2 separate regions of the Mus musculus genome follow, and region 1 is linked to region 2. A link is a contact called in public ChIA-PET data. All regions are on one chromosome and are shown on one strand. The core of a region is the stretch at or near the end of the contact, and the rest is flanking DNA. Distances in the headings are between cores, read along the strand shown.

Region 1 (6,998 bases), core at 3,695-6,194, 470 kb after region 2:
ATTCTTTTATGTAAGTTTTCTGCTTTAGCTTTAATCTCACTGATTAAAGTTTTAGCTCCAAATTTTCCAACAGTTCTCTTTCATAATTTCTGTGCTTTTGTAAATTTCTCATTCATAGGATTTATCTGTATACATTTTCTCAATGAGTTTACTTAGGGCCATAAAATTGGCTGTTGTAGCAGCTCATTGTCGGTTTCCTGTAAACGGGAATCTGTTGTGAGGCTTCCTGTTTCCTGTCATGTTATCAGCATCATACACTGACGTATGTGCATCTGCCTTTACATTTGCCTCTCCCAGGTCTAATAGAATGTTGTGAAATTTGGTTTTGCTTTGTTTCTCACTTAAACAGGCACTCAGATGCCAGTAAAATTGGTACTTGGGTGCTATGAGTCTGGTTATAATGGGGCTCAAAACATCTGGGTCATTTCTTTGTCCTTGCTGTCATCCATAGTCTAAACTATAACTATTCATAAAACATTTCATGGATGTGGTTTTAAGACATAGCAATAAACTTAGGTTTCCAATGGTGTGTGTCTTCAGACTTTACAGAATCACAACTTCTAGTACCAGGGCTTGTGGTAGCTGTTGGCATAGCTGTAATAGTATGGAATGTGTACCTGGGGGAATCAAGAGAGACTCCAATGTTTGGGATGTCAATATCCAGAGTCCCCAAGTCATAGTATATGAACAACTCTCAAGATGGGTGCGGGAGGTGCCACAGCCTGTGTCCTCTGAAGCCGCAGAAAAGGATTGGACTTCCCCAAGTCCCATTGGAAACTACAAATAATGCTGGCATCTATGGGCTCAAGATTGTACAACACAAACAAGACCTACCCTAGGGCCTGCATATTTGGGGAATGTAACTAATAGCACTAGTATCCAGTCTCACAGAGCTATGGACCATTTCCTGGTCCCAAGTTTATCAGCTGTGGGAGAAATTGCCCCTAGGTCTCCCATGGCATGTGCAGGTAACATTTGGACTTATGGCACATGTATCTACATATATGGAAGTATGATGCATGGAGAACACTTTCACTAGACCCTACAGGCTGAGCACAATAGTCTCTGTGGCCTTGGTGTCTGCCCTACTAAAGCATAAGACATAGATGGGCTTGTCCTCAGGTTACATGGAGACAAGCTTAAGGACAAGACTGGAAACATTGGCAGCCACAGCTCTGCACCTGCAGACATGGATGTGACCTGCCTATGGCACCTAGGGACAGGCTGCATGCTGGGAGAGCATACTGCCCTAGTTTCCCCTGGGTATAAACAGAGTGATAGAGGTTGGGCTGCTGACAGTTGCATTCCTGAAGCTGTGCAGTGAGCTAGAACTTCTTAAATCCCAATGGACAGATGCAGACAAAACTGGGAGTTTGCACCAACAGCCTCAGTCTCAATGCTGTTGGTTAAAAAGCAAGAGCCTCCCAGGACCCCACAGGATGTCATTAGCTAGAATTCCCCACAGAGGGGAGGGAGAACCTGTCAAGACCATACCCAGAGGTTAGGCATGACCCCCTGGTTCAGGGATGGGGCTGCCCACCCATCTCCAAAATTTTAACCCAGAATTACTCCTGTCTAATAGGAAATACAGGAATAAAGAATGGAACAGAGACTGAAGGAAAGGCCATCCAGAGACTGCCCCACCTGGGGATCCATCCCACATGCAGACAGCAAACCCAGACACTATTGTAGATGCCAAGCAGTACTTGCTGACAGGAGCCTGATAAAGCTGTCTCCTGAGAGGCTCTGCCAGAGCCTGACCAATACAGATGCGGATGATCGCAGCCAACCATTGGACTGAGCACAGGGACCCCAATGGAGGAGTTAGGGGAAGGACTGAAGGAACTGAAGGGGCCTTATCTAGCATCAGTGGGAGAGGAGCCCTTGATCCTGTAAAGGGTTGATGCCCCAGTGTAGAGAAATGCCAGGGTGAGAAGGCAGGAATGGGTGGGGGAGCACCCTCACAGAAGCAGGATAAGGGGGGGATAAGGTGGGGCGTTTCAGAGGGGAAACCAGAAAAGAGGATAACATTTGAAATGTAAATAAATAAAATATCAATTTTTTTAATGGTCCATATGGGTCCATAGGGAGTGGTACTATTAGGAGGTGTGGCCTTGTTGAAGTGGGTGTGACCTTGTTAGAGAAAGTATGTCACTGTGAGGGTGGGTTTTGAGGTTTCAGACATTCAAGCTAGGACTAGTGTGACATTTACTTCTGCTGCCTGCAGATGAGATGTAGAACTCTCAGTTCCTTCTCCAGTATCATGTCTGCCTGCATGTCACCATGTTTCCTACCATTAAGATAACTAAACCTTTTAACTGTAAGCCACCCCCAATTAAATATTTTCCTTTGTAAGATTTAAAAAAAAGAAAACCTTAACTGGATGCCATGAAGCAAGCAAGCATAGACTCAGACTGTGACTGTCACTGTCTATGTCCCCTGAAGTCACAAGACCTGGAAGAACTGTCTTCTACCCAGTAAAGGACACAGCAGCCCAAGTCCTCTTATGGTATCAGGGACTGACTCCTGGCCCCCAAGGCACAATGGCATCTAGCATTATGCTGCTGTTCCAGTTTAGGTTGTGGGGTGCAGGTTGGGGAGACCCAAAATGAGTTCCTTCTTGGGCCAAAGCTATACAAGAGTTGCTGGCACTTTCTCTTCCCTGTTCTCATCCCTGCCCTGGAGGGGGTAGAGGTGCATTTTGCTGTCTTCTTTTCTCTGGCTACTTGCCGATTTTCAAAGTTTAGCTCACATCCTGGCTCTTATGTGGCATAGCTGTGCACAGGGACCTCTGCTCAGCTGTCATGGTTGTCTGCCTGTGTGAATGCCCCCCCACCCAAGGTGACCACTGCAGTAGAGAGATTGAGCTGGAAGTGACAGACTCCAGACTGCCCCAGGGTGCTGGCTTGATAGGTCCTAATAGGTTTTTTACATTTTTCTAAATATGCATAAAAAATTGAAAGTATGAATTAAAAGTGTGAGTGTGACTGTTGCCAGGTCAGTGGTGTGCAGCATGCCCGGGAGGGGCTTTCGTTTTCAGTCTGGCTTTTAGCTATGATCCTCTTTGCCACAAAGTAAGACTCCACACAGTCAGGAAAGGCCACCATTGGCCAGGTCTTCCCTCTCCAAAATGCAGACTCCTTAGCAGGAGATGAAAGGTGAGGTGTCACTTTCTTTACCTGGAATGCATTGTGTTACTGCAACCAGTGTCCAGTTTTGAAAGCCACAATTTATCCTGCCATGATCACCCATATGGCTGCCTCCAAGTACATCTACAGATGGGAGTTGTCCATACCTCCAGTCCTGTGCAGTGAGTCTCTGAGACTGCCATGCTGCAGAGGAAAAAAGGCCTCCCTTAGTGTCTGTCCCCACAGCCTTCCACTCCAGACTATAAATTATGCCTGGGAAGACAGTAATGAGTCAGTAATTTATAGACTATTACAATGCTTAGTTAGAACAGACTGCGGAGCATGTTGAATAGAGAACACATGTTTCCAAAAGACAAACAGACCCAGCACATCTCTTCCTTGGCTCAACCAACCCCAATCCATTAACAGGACAAAATGGGATGCCTTATTTTGCATATCACCCACTTCCCCAAAATAGACTCCCTAACCACTTGTTAACCACATTGACTTTAATAGACAGAATGGTCGCTATAGCTGTGCCACCAGAAATATTCATATTCAGTGTCCTATTAGCTCGTAGCCAGCAGTCTACAAAACAGGAAGAAAGCCTCTGCCTCCTCTCCTTGTTCGACTTGATGCGATAATTCATTGCAGATTTCTTTGTCTTTGACAGAGTGCCTACCGAAGGAGTGGGATGGCTTTCCTGGCCTGCTGAGGGGACCATGGCCGTGCCTGCCGCCACGAAGAGGGAGTGGTTCACCGAGGTCATTCTTGCCTGTCCTGCCGGAAAATAAAATAGGATTTTATGTTCTCCTGCCCTAGGGAGTGGCCTGCTTTGTTTCTGACTCTTCAACCGTCTGACTACAGCTCTTCCCCATCCTCCTCAGCCTTGTTTACTGAATGGGCCATTGCCTAATTAATGGCAGGATGTTGGGGATGGTGTGTAGGTGGACAGAAATGCACATCACACAATTTTGGAGTTTGAATTTGGCACAGATTTGCTGCCCTCAGCTCCTAAGTCTTAAAAGCGGTGTTGTGCGTTTTTTTCCCCCTCCAGTGTTTAGTCTGCCTTTTATATGATGCATTTTTATGATTCAGATTTGGGACAAAAGAGACAAAATTTAGATGAGTCAGTGTACCCTTCCCACTGACCCACCAACTGTGCTTTCCAACACTGTTGATTGTCTCTGTGTGCATTTTAGAAACATAGTTACTTTATAAACATACACCCATCAGAGATTCTGCTGGTGAGACAAGCCACCTGTTCCCTCCTCCCCCATCACCTCAGTCACTGAAGAGACCATCTTTATGCGCACGCGCGTGCACACACACACACACACACACACACACACTTTCCATGCCCTTTCATAGCACAGTTTAAAATCGGGAGCACGAGGATCCTAACCCTGCAGATTCTACCCCTGATGGGGATCCAGCACTGCTTGCTGGGAGCTGCCAAGCTACCCCTCTGCCATCCGTACTTTCTCTAGTAAACGAGGAAGTGTAACTCTTGGGAACAAACCAAAATATAGCAGATGCCCCGGCATAGCTCCTGATTAATATGAATCGAGCAGGAGGAAGTTATGTCTTTCGTTCTGTAAGTGTTCCGGGTAAGAGAGAGAAGCAAGAGCAGAAGTTTCCTGTGCGAACAAACCGTTCTGAGCCTCAGTGTGCTGTGCCCTGATGTGCCGTGCCGTTCCCCGCTGTGGTTTACCTGATGTGTAACAACCGTTTTCAGGAAGAAGAATGTACATGTTATAAAAAAAAATGCAGATATTTAATATCAAAAATTGCCGAGGGGTTCTGACGTTCCACCCGCGCTTATTGAAAAGTATGATTATGCTTTTTCTTTTCATCGTCACTCTCATTGCCCTTGGCGTCCCTAATCATGGGAAATTATAGCCCTGCAGTAAGCATCCTTATGCTGGAAATGGCAAGCTTATTGTATTTGGTTTCCATCTGCCAGAAGATCTCAAAGTTTCAGGGGCTGAGATCTCCCATTGAAAACCCTTCTCTGCCCCGCATTATATATTTGAAAACTGCACCAGGTAAAAAATGCAAGGTTTTCTTTTTCCCCTTCGTTTTCTTCTACCTAATCTCCTCATAGTCCCGGGAAGGGAAGACTCAGCGCACATTTCTCTCAGGAACACGACAGCTCTGTGTTTGTGTTGGTCTGCTGTATGTTTGTCTATCTTGAACTGTCTGACAGGTAATTATTTATAAAATCTGCTTTTGCCCAGGGAGCTCACATAATCACTTTCACTTTTCATCATCGTCCAGAAAGCTGAAGGTAAAATGAAACAAGGTCTTTTGTGTCTTTCCTGAGCGAGCCGAGATGTGCCCATAGTCGCTCAATATTAATAGTTTTAATTTTTTTCTCTTTCCTACACGTGGGCTCTTCCCCTAGCCCATTGAACAAGACTAAATTAGAAGTACGACAAAATTTTATAGACAGTGATATAGATAAAATTTAGAAGAAAAATCTCACAAATGATACTTCCATAAACTATACCCTCAGATTAAAGTGTCACCTATTATCACAGTAGAGAAGGCAGCTGTGAGGGCCATTGGGAATTGTCACATACTTAGATGCAAACGAGCCTGGCCTAGACAAGCAAATGACTGTCCTGGGTCACCGTCTGTGATTCCCGAAGCCTTAACACATACTTTACCACCCTGGACTTATGAGACTGTCAGCCAGACACAACAGGGCTCTCATATTTATTCTGTACAATAGCATAAACTTATTTCTTAAAGATACTGATTATACACACAGCTAAAGTATAAATGTGGAATCATAATAGTGAAATCTTTGAAGGGCTGTGCCAGTAAATGACACACTTTCTACACATAAGGCCCAACTCTCAATCAGGTAGCAATACACAGACAGTTCCTGGGTGGGATTTTATTGTTGTTGTTGTTAATCCCCTGTACTTTAGCAAACTTAAAAGTAAATAAACCCAAAGATAGTAAATAGCTTCTCTTCTGGAAAATTGATGTGGCCCCGTAGGTAAGGAAAAAGGAAGCAGAAACCTTCTACTGCCTAAACTCACAAGTGTGACTTTCTGGAAATGCCCTTTTGGGGTCATGTCTAAAGGGAGTGCCTTCACACATGATAATAGTTGAGATTCAAAAATAATGTTCCAGATTAAGGTTTTTATTTAAAAAACATCAGAAATGCAAATATTTTTAAATATACAGTGTATATAGATAGCTCCTGTGAGGCTGTCTGGTCTTTGTTTTTAAAAAGTAGTAAACAGGGGCTGGTGAGATGGCTCAGTGGGTAAGAGCACCCAATTGCTCTTCCAGAGGTTCTGAGTTCAAATCCCAGCAACCACATGGTGGCTCGCAACCATCTGTAACAAGATCTGACTCCGTCTTCTGGTGTGTCTGAAGACAGCTACAGTGAACTTACATATAATAAATAAATAAATAAATCTAAAAAAAATAGTAAACATACCGACTTCAATGTTTTACCTCATGGAAGATAAGTAAACATAACTGGAGATATGAGCTCTGTCTGAAAGAAAACAAGTTTATTTGTCTAGAAATTGTAAAGTTTGAACTTAAGAATTTTTTTTCAATATAACACCCAAATTAGGCATTGCTTTCAGGCTCTTCTAACCTGTATGAGACAGGGAAGCAGCACGAAGCGTGGGCACTCTCATCTGCCTCCTGCAACTCAGGTAGAACCTTCCCAGGTCACATTTAAGTTCTCCCATCAACCATGTATACGTCCCGTAAAATCTTTTACGGTTTCCTGTATGCTTTGGCTGAGCATTTCATAGTATATAAACACTTCCACAAATAGTGTAAGGGCAGCGAATAGAGTGTGTCAAAGCGGCGCCCCTCCAGGAACCCAGGTCCCCA
Region 2 (7,575 bases), core at 4,983-7,482:
TCTTAGAGAAATGGTGGAAATCAGAAACAAGGTGCGCTTCTCAGCGGGGTCACAACAGGTGTGTCCCCATTGATAGAAGCACCGGGCAGTGTGAGACAGAAAAGGAGGGGCTGTCCATGTTTAAAGAAAACCCCAAGAGAAGACTCGGGAGGTTCTGCCATATGTCACATTAACCTGGCCTTAGCTTTGTCATAACCTGGACCTCTCTGGTGACGTGGACAGAGGAAAGAAGTAAGGTTCAAAGGATATGCTCACAATTTGAATTATAACTTGGAGGTGGGGCTGGCCAAAGGGTATGACACTAAGTTCAAATCAGTGTGGGTGTGGTAAATGCCAGTTCAAATTGAGCTGGTGTCAATCAAATTTGGTCAGATACCTGGGTAACATTTATATCAGGTAGATGGTGATTGTCTATTGTCCTCCGGCATTCATCCATCCTTTGAAAACTATTGTCTGTTCTGGTACTGTATTGGGCTCTAGGAATATTAGTGATAGATACAAATAGAACTAGCAATCCCTCCTTTCTGGAGTTTACGGATGGATAGGAGAGACCAACATTAATCAAATCGTTATGGAACTGTGATAAGTGCTCCCCATGACACCCTAGGGACAGATGGTGGGAGAAACCTGGGCATCAGGCATAGCTTTCCTAAAGTCACGGTGATTAAGTCAAGACCTGGCCAGGAGGCAGAAGCTCAGAAGGAAGCTGTGGAGCTGACAGGGGGTGGGCAAAGAGACAGCATGTATCTAGTTCCTGGGGAAGAGACAGTGTGGTCTCTTTGAGGACCTGGCAGATAGTGTCTTTATGGAGGCTGACCAAATGCTGAATGTAGCCTGAGATGAGAACGCAGAAGTAGGAGGAGCCAGGTGACACGAGAGCTGCTGCTGCCGGCCTGCGCTGGAACCACCAGCATTCACTAAGTGCAAAGGAAGGTCATTCCGCCTTAGTTTTTTGTTCTGCTTTGTTTGTTTAATGGGGTGGCACAATCAGTCAGTGGTGCATTGAAAACTCTCCCTTCTGACAGCATCATAACAGAAAAAGGGCAGGAATCCAGCCGAGGGCCAGACCCAGGGAAGGACGTGCAGGGAAAACAGCAGCTGAAACGAACTCCAAGGCAGAGTCTAGGGGCTGCACTTGGGAAAACTGAGGGACAAGCAGAAGACACTAAATGTCTCAACACATCACCTGACTGTAAGAATGAGGCTCTTTGACACCGCCTGGGCGGCGTCATGATTGGCCCTGAATGGGCAAAGTGACCCTGGGGTGTTAGAACAGGGAATTTTTGCTGGCCTCACCTCCTATATTCTGATTCAAAGCTGAAGAACCTTTTTACAGTCTCCCTCAGGTGATACTAAACTATACCAAAGATTGAAGACAGTGTGTGTGTGTGTGTGTGTGTGTGTGTGTGTGTGTGTGTGTGTGTGTGTGTGTGTGCGTGCGTGCGTTTATAACCCTTTATTCCATCTTTCTTTTTCTGAAAATGTCTTTGCTGTCGGTAAAACTCTTGGTTCTGATTACTATTTTGGCGCCATTGCTAGCATCAGCATGCCTCCAGTCCACTAAAAAAGCACTGACGTCCTGCTCAAAAGCCTGGATACAAAACACTTTTTCACACTTGATTACCATGAAACTCAGAAGGCAGAAGGGGCTCACCTAAAAGTTGCCCCCAGGACTCGGAGGGCAACCGGTTAGTAGAAAGTGCACGGGCCTATGGCGTACCTGAATCTTAGCAAGGTAGATGCTTCCTCTGTGATGTATAAGCAGCAAAGAGGTCTACCAGGAAGTGGTCATTAATTCAAACCAAAGCCAGCTTTGAAGAAAACATCTACTAGCAATCTGGTCCTACATCTGTCTGTTATTTTTACCATAGCCCAGAAGGGTTAGAAGCCATCTTTCCAAGCTTCACAGTGAGGTAGGTGTGAGGAATAATCACTGGATGAAGAATTTGAACCATAGAACAAGTATCAAAGAGGGATCTGAGCCAGTCCAGCCAGGGCTTGCTCTGGTCAACTGCGAGAGACAGGATTGGGGGGCAGGGGGTGGGGTAATCCAACGGCAGAGTTCCCCACAGACTGCAAGCCACATGTGATCCCCAAAAGTCACCACAACCAGCAATTAAAAAGCAAGTCAAGTTTTTAAGCCTTTCCCCTTCCCTCTCTTCACTCTGATAATGTCTCACACCTAAGTTAACACCTCCCAAAGCTTTCCACCTCTCCCCACTTAAAGCCACCCTGTCAAAGCTTGCTACCAGACACATAGATTTCCTATTTCAGCTCAGTGGATTTCAAAAAAATCTCCTCAGGCTCCAATTTTCTTAGTCACTAGATAAGTCATCACTGACAACCTCTGCCAAGGCTGTTGTGTTAAATTCCATGGAAGCCAATTGTTTCTAAACTATGAGAAAGCAGGTCCTGATTGAACGAGACCTCCAAAAATTAACTAGATGTTTATAAGTGCATAGACTTATGAAATTTTGTTCCTGGAGTACGTTTTTATATGTTAAGTGATAAAATATGACATACAAATGAGTATTAAGTATTATACATACATACACATATAATTTATATGTTCAATATATCAAATTAAGAATGGCTTAGAACATGCTTCTGGCTTGAAAATACATAATACATTATTATTGTCATTCACTCCACATGGGCAATGCACAGTGGGTCTCTGCGAGAAGCCCCAGAAACTTAAGGATGATCAAAATATAGCCTACCCCACCTAGGTCAGATGTGTCTGACAGCCTCCCCCTGGATTGCCTTCTGGTTGTATATTCCCATCCATTGCAGTCCCCTGAGCCTTGGCCTCCAGGCCATCACTGAAAGCAAAAGGTGGTGAGCAAGGTCCCTAGGCAACTAATAAAGAGGAATAGCATGTATACATATATTACATACATGATCATATACATATATTACATACATTTACGTAAAACCAACATGAAACTATAAGGAAAAAAGATGATGTCATAGAAAGGAATGGAAGAATGAAATCAACACGTTCTCTGGAGAGAAACCTAAAGACAGATTCAACCAGAATGAAGCAAGAGGTAGCACACAGATTCTTCTTGCTATTACTAGATGAGTCCAGAAAGAAGAAAATACAAAATGGAGTCTTTGGGACAAGAATTTGATTGTTCTCAGATAATCATCCCTCTCTGATTCTAATACAATCTACAGAGACTAAGGGAATCCCATCAGACAGAAATCCGAGCACCTTCTCCACGTCACTTTGTGGACATTACTGACAGGCCAAAGAACAGCATGAGCCTGTGGCTGCCAGTCCCTCCCAGGAGCCTTGCTCTTTAAAGACGGGAACTCACGCTTCATCTCGACTGTGCGCAGAACCTGCCTCCCACAGCTAACAGACAGGAGACAGTGTTTACACACAGGATTTGTGCTCTTTTTATAAATGAGAATTGTGATCAGCAGCTTCCTCCAGTGAGATTTCCGGCACACACATGGGCGAAGCAGCAAGCCTATTTACCTGGACGCCCTGCCCAGTGGTTCTCAAAGGAAGGAGCCTGGACAGGACTTTCCGGTGACTGCAGAAAGTCAAACACAGTGCCACCAATGGAAAACAGAATGACTTCCAATGGAGTGGCTGTTTTTGAGTTGGTGGCCTCACCTCTTTTAGGCTCCATGGTGCCTCTGGGTAATAGGGACACATTGGCTTGCTTCCCTCTCCAAATCCATACTGGTGGACCCAGCAGCCACTCTGTCTGAGCCTCTCTTGGGTTCCCCGTCAGTCACATTCACAGCTACCCCCATCCGACCCATGCCCACATCTCCTCCTGGCTTGTCTCCCCTCCCAGAACTATGTGGTCACTTGGCATTTGAAGAGAATAGCAATTTGAGACACACACTACTCAGCTGTCCTGTCCTACTTCTGAGAGGATTATGCTGATAAACGCTTCAGGACAAGCAACAGTGGACTGAGCCTAGGTCAGCCAAGCGTGCATAGGTTAATCCCACTAGCATAGTTGGCTAGAGATCCTCTTAGTTTCTAAAGGAGCTTTATTCCCCCCGAGGGACTACAGAATCAGATTGAAGTGGAGGATGATGACCTAACCCTTATCGAGGTAACTGCTCGTGCAATTTATATGGCCTTGGACTATCTGGTAAATCATTCCACCTAGTTATGATTTTTAAAATTATTGTTATAAACACATGCTTTATAGAACTACACTTTAATCATTAACAATGATTTTGCTGCATACTAAAGTATGAGCTAGATACTCCTCATGTATCTCTTTTAGGAGACCATCTTCCCTGGGGTTCCTAAATAATACCCAGTGGAAAGCAGAAAATGGAAGTGGTCACACATGACACGTGTTCACTTCGATGGTTAATGACATGTTCAACCTGATAGAGGTACAGGTGGCTGCCTCCTAAAAATTTGACACTCAGAAACAACGACTGTAACAATGGAGTCGACTTCAGCCACCTACATCTATTTGCAGAACATCTTAAGGCATCAATAAACACTTTAAAGTACAGATCAGAAACTCCAGAAGTAGCCCTTTAAGAAGTGTGTCTTCTCTAGCACACAGGACAGTATTCAATTTGGCCCTGGAACTATGCGGATGTTTCTTAAATCTTTTATTTAATAGTCAGGAGTTGTACGTAGGATCCTGGGAGAGCTACTTTATTTTTCTGGCCCTCGGTTGCCACAACAATACTGCCTACCTAAAAGCCCCATTGTGAAGGATTGTGACTTAACCTCATTGGAACAGTGCCTGGCTCGTGATATGCAACAATAAATGATAGCTAATAAGAATCCAATCAAATAGAAACTACAAAGACTAAGTCCAGGATAATATTCCATCATACTTCCTGAAGAAATCAATGACCTATTTATTCATTTATCACCAAGCCCTAGGCATTACTGAAGACAATAGGGACACAACGATGAATATAACATGGCCTCAGAGTTTGAAAAATGGAAAATCTGATGCAAGAGACAATGTGTGGTCAAGTCGTTGTCCCCACATGGAACGTGATGTAATGGAGTGTTGCACAAGGTGGCAAGGGAGCCTGACTCAGTGAGTGGACCAGAAGAGGCCTGGCAGAGGCATGGCAATTGGCCCAAGTCTGGAAAAAAGAATGTCTGGGGGAAAACAATAAACAGAAGGATATGCCAGGAAAAAGTAGGGATATGGTGGCATATTACTAAAGAGACTGTGAGTGAACTGTCAGATGAGCGGCACGCACATTCCACGAGGAGAAAGCCACTGTAAAGGATACAATGGCCCATCTAGTAGATACCCAAGAATCTAGTCCTGCCTGAGGGTCTACTGAAAATGGAAGTCATACCAGAAACAAACAAACACTATCCTAAATACTTCCAGCATCTACATTCATGGAAAATTAATTTTCATTTAGTATTTAACTAACAACTCATACCCTTCTCCAAGTCTTCCCCCACACCATAAAATGATATCCCTGTTCTCCAGCTGCCCAGGTAAAAAAGCTCCAAGTTCTACACTCCCTGTAGTGTCATTAGATCAGCCCCTGGAGCAGCACCTTGACCATAAGCCTGCTTCTACCGTTGGCCCATGGGATGCATGCACCCTATACAGAGCACCCGAAGGTGGCATGTAAACATGTCGGTGATTAGAGAACACCCATCCCTTGGTTCCTATCCTTCAGTGGCCCCATCCTCTGAGGTCCTCCATAGCTTTGCCACGGCCTGCTTTTCTGAGTCTGCTCATTCTCAAGAGTCCTCCCACCTGCATGAGTCCTCCCACTGCTTACGTGCTGCTCCTCACAGGCCTGTCTCCAAAGATTCCTTCCCCAACTTTACAATCGAAATTAGTTGCTTCCCTTCCTCCTAAGTTGCTCTCTGTACTAAGTGCTTCATTTTCTGCTCCTGGACACTTATTTTGAAACGATGTCATGTGTACTCGTTCTACTCCTTTATTGGCTGTAAATGTCACTGAAATGTAAGCTAATGAGAGAGGACCAGGCCCTCTTATAAAAACATATTTGCACAGAAGATTACATGAAGTAGACTGCAGATATAAAACACTGCATTTTCAAAATTTCATAAAAGCCATTGCAAAAACTGCATCTATTTGATTCACTTACAACAGTGCCTAGCAAAACATTAAGCCTCAATTGACTTCCTGCATAAATGATTAAGAGAAAAATATCAGTATATACTGTCCTTCCAGTGATGAGATCAAAATTCCATCCCACAGAGCCCAAGGGCATGAATCACCAGAATTACTTTTACGTACAACTGTGTCATACAGAGAATTTACAGTGGCAGCTGTCATGAGAAGCGCCTCCTAGCATGGCATCTTCAACCTCCAAAACCATTGCCACATGCTGAGTCAAAGGGGGTTGGCATTTGCAACAGGCTAGGTGTTTCCTGGTGCCAAGAGACAGGCAGCAGATGTCAGAATGATAAAAAAGAGTTGGGGAGGAGGCAACTTCCTCAGGAAGCTGTGGGGAGGCCCTGGTCCCTCAGGCAGAAAGAACATGAGCCATCAAAGACATCAACAGAGCGGCACCACCGGCCTGGCACAGCAGAGAAGCCAGCCCACCATATGGCTGGAACCTTTGGCCCTAGGAACTGCAAGAGACATTAGAAAAGGCTAATTATGAACCACTAAGCACTAACTATTTCCTTGAACTTCATTTTGCTGTGCTGGGACTCTGAAGAAGTCATCTGCCTTTGATGTTGGGCAAGACGAAGAACTTCAGATGCGCATACAACCATGACCACTGTGTGCTGTGAGGGGGTAAACACCTCAAGAGAACCAAGCTAACAAGAGAGAATCAGGCTCTGTGACAAACATCCTTGAACAGAGAATTACATGAACTAGAATGCCGATAGGAAATGCCAAGAAGTTACCACTCTAGGCAAGTCTCAAGAATGTGAGTTCTGCAGCTCCTTCTAGTATGAAACCAACTGGTTTAACAGCAGAGAATTATATAGAAATGTGGTTTCTGCCATAGTTCACTTTCAGGAAACAAGAATGGCCTGGATAAGAAATTAGAAAGCACGGTCCATGCTAACAAGAAAATCATGATACAGTTCTGCTGTTTTTGCACCTATTTCTTCTCTATTGGATTCTCATCAAGTCTACATTTAGTGAGACTCTTTGCTTCAGAGAAGTCCACACCAGCCAATGGAGAAAAACAGATACACAGAAGCTGAGAAACAGTGGCATTCCCACAAATGCTCAGAGAATGGAAAGGAGCTTTTGGAGAAAGGCTCTTCCCAGGAAGATAATGAAGAGATCTGGGGAGGAATTCCACCTCCTCAGTAGACTGACTACTATGAAAAGCATGGTGCGTGAGGGCCAAGATCCAAATGAGCCTCTTTGGCTAGAGTAGATGAAGAAAAGCACTTTTCCCTGCTCTCTGCCCTGCCAAAGATGGGCTCTCTGCATGTGCTGGGATCAAAAGCACACTTAGTAAATAAACAAGAAGGTGAATCCTGAGATTCACCCATGATGTAGCTACTGTCCTGGGTGTTCCTGGATTTCCTGCTTGTCTAGTTTCAAAGACTCGGCATACCCTTTACTACTTGCAGGCATCTTTGTCCCCGCATCCTCGCAACAA

What was found. ChIA-PET counts read pairs in DNA pulled down with a chosen protein or histone mark.
Region 1: a contact with region 2 is called in an RNA polymerase II ChIA-PET map of memory CD8 T cells, with 27 read pairs. The contact joins two enhancer-like sites. A contact is called at or near these places in 1 of 484 Hi-C or Micro-C datasets (the HPC-7 cell line) and 1 of 115 datasets of contacts at active chromatin or transcription factors (memory CD8 T cells).

Annotation. Positions count from the first base shown.
Region 1 is chr17:45,115,342-45,122,339 of GRCm38.p6, forward strand. It overlaps Supt3 (SPT3, SAGA and STAGA complex component), which reads left to right. Exons shown (of 12, transcript NM_178652.3): 12 at 3,802-3,949. The coding sequence ends at 3,843. Among named protein-coding and RNA genes, the nearest start is that of Gm35097, 28 kb to the right of the region's middle. Within about 2 kb of position 4,945, at least 88 of the 459 cell types and tissues checked have an H3K27ac peak or open chromatin away from gene starts, as enhancers often do. A contact at or near this core is called in the HPC-7 cell line and memory CD8 T cells, where this site is marked.
Region 2 is chr17:44,648,324-44,655,898 of GRCm38.p6, forward strand. All of the region lies in intron 4 of Runx2 (runt related transcription factor 2), which reads right to left. Among named protein-coding and RNA genes, the nearest start is that of Runx2, 85 kb to the right of the region's middle. Within about 2 kb of position 6,233, at least 94 of the 459 cell types and tissues checked have an H3K27ac peak or open chromatin away from gene starts, as enhancers often do. A contact at or near this core is called in the HPC-7 cell line and memory CD8 T cells, where this site is marked.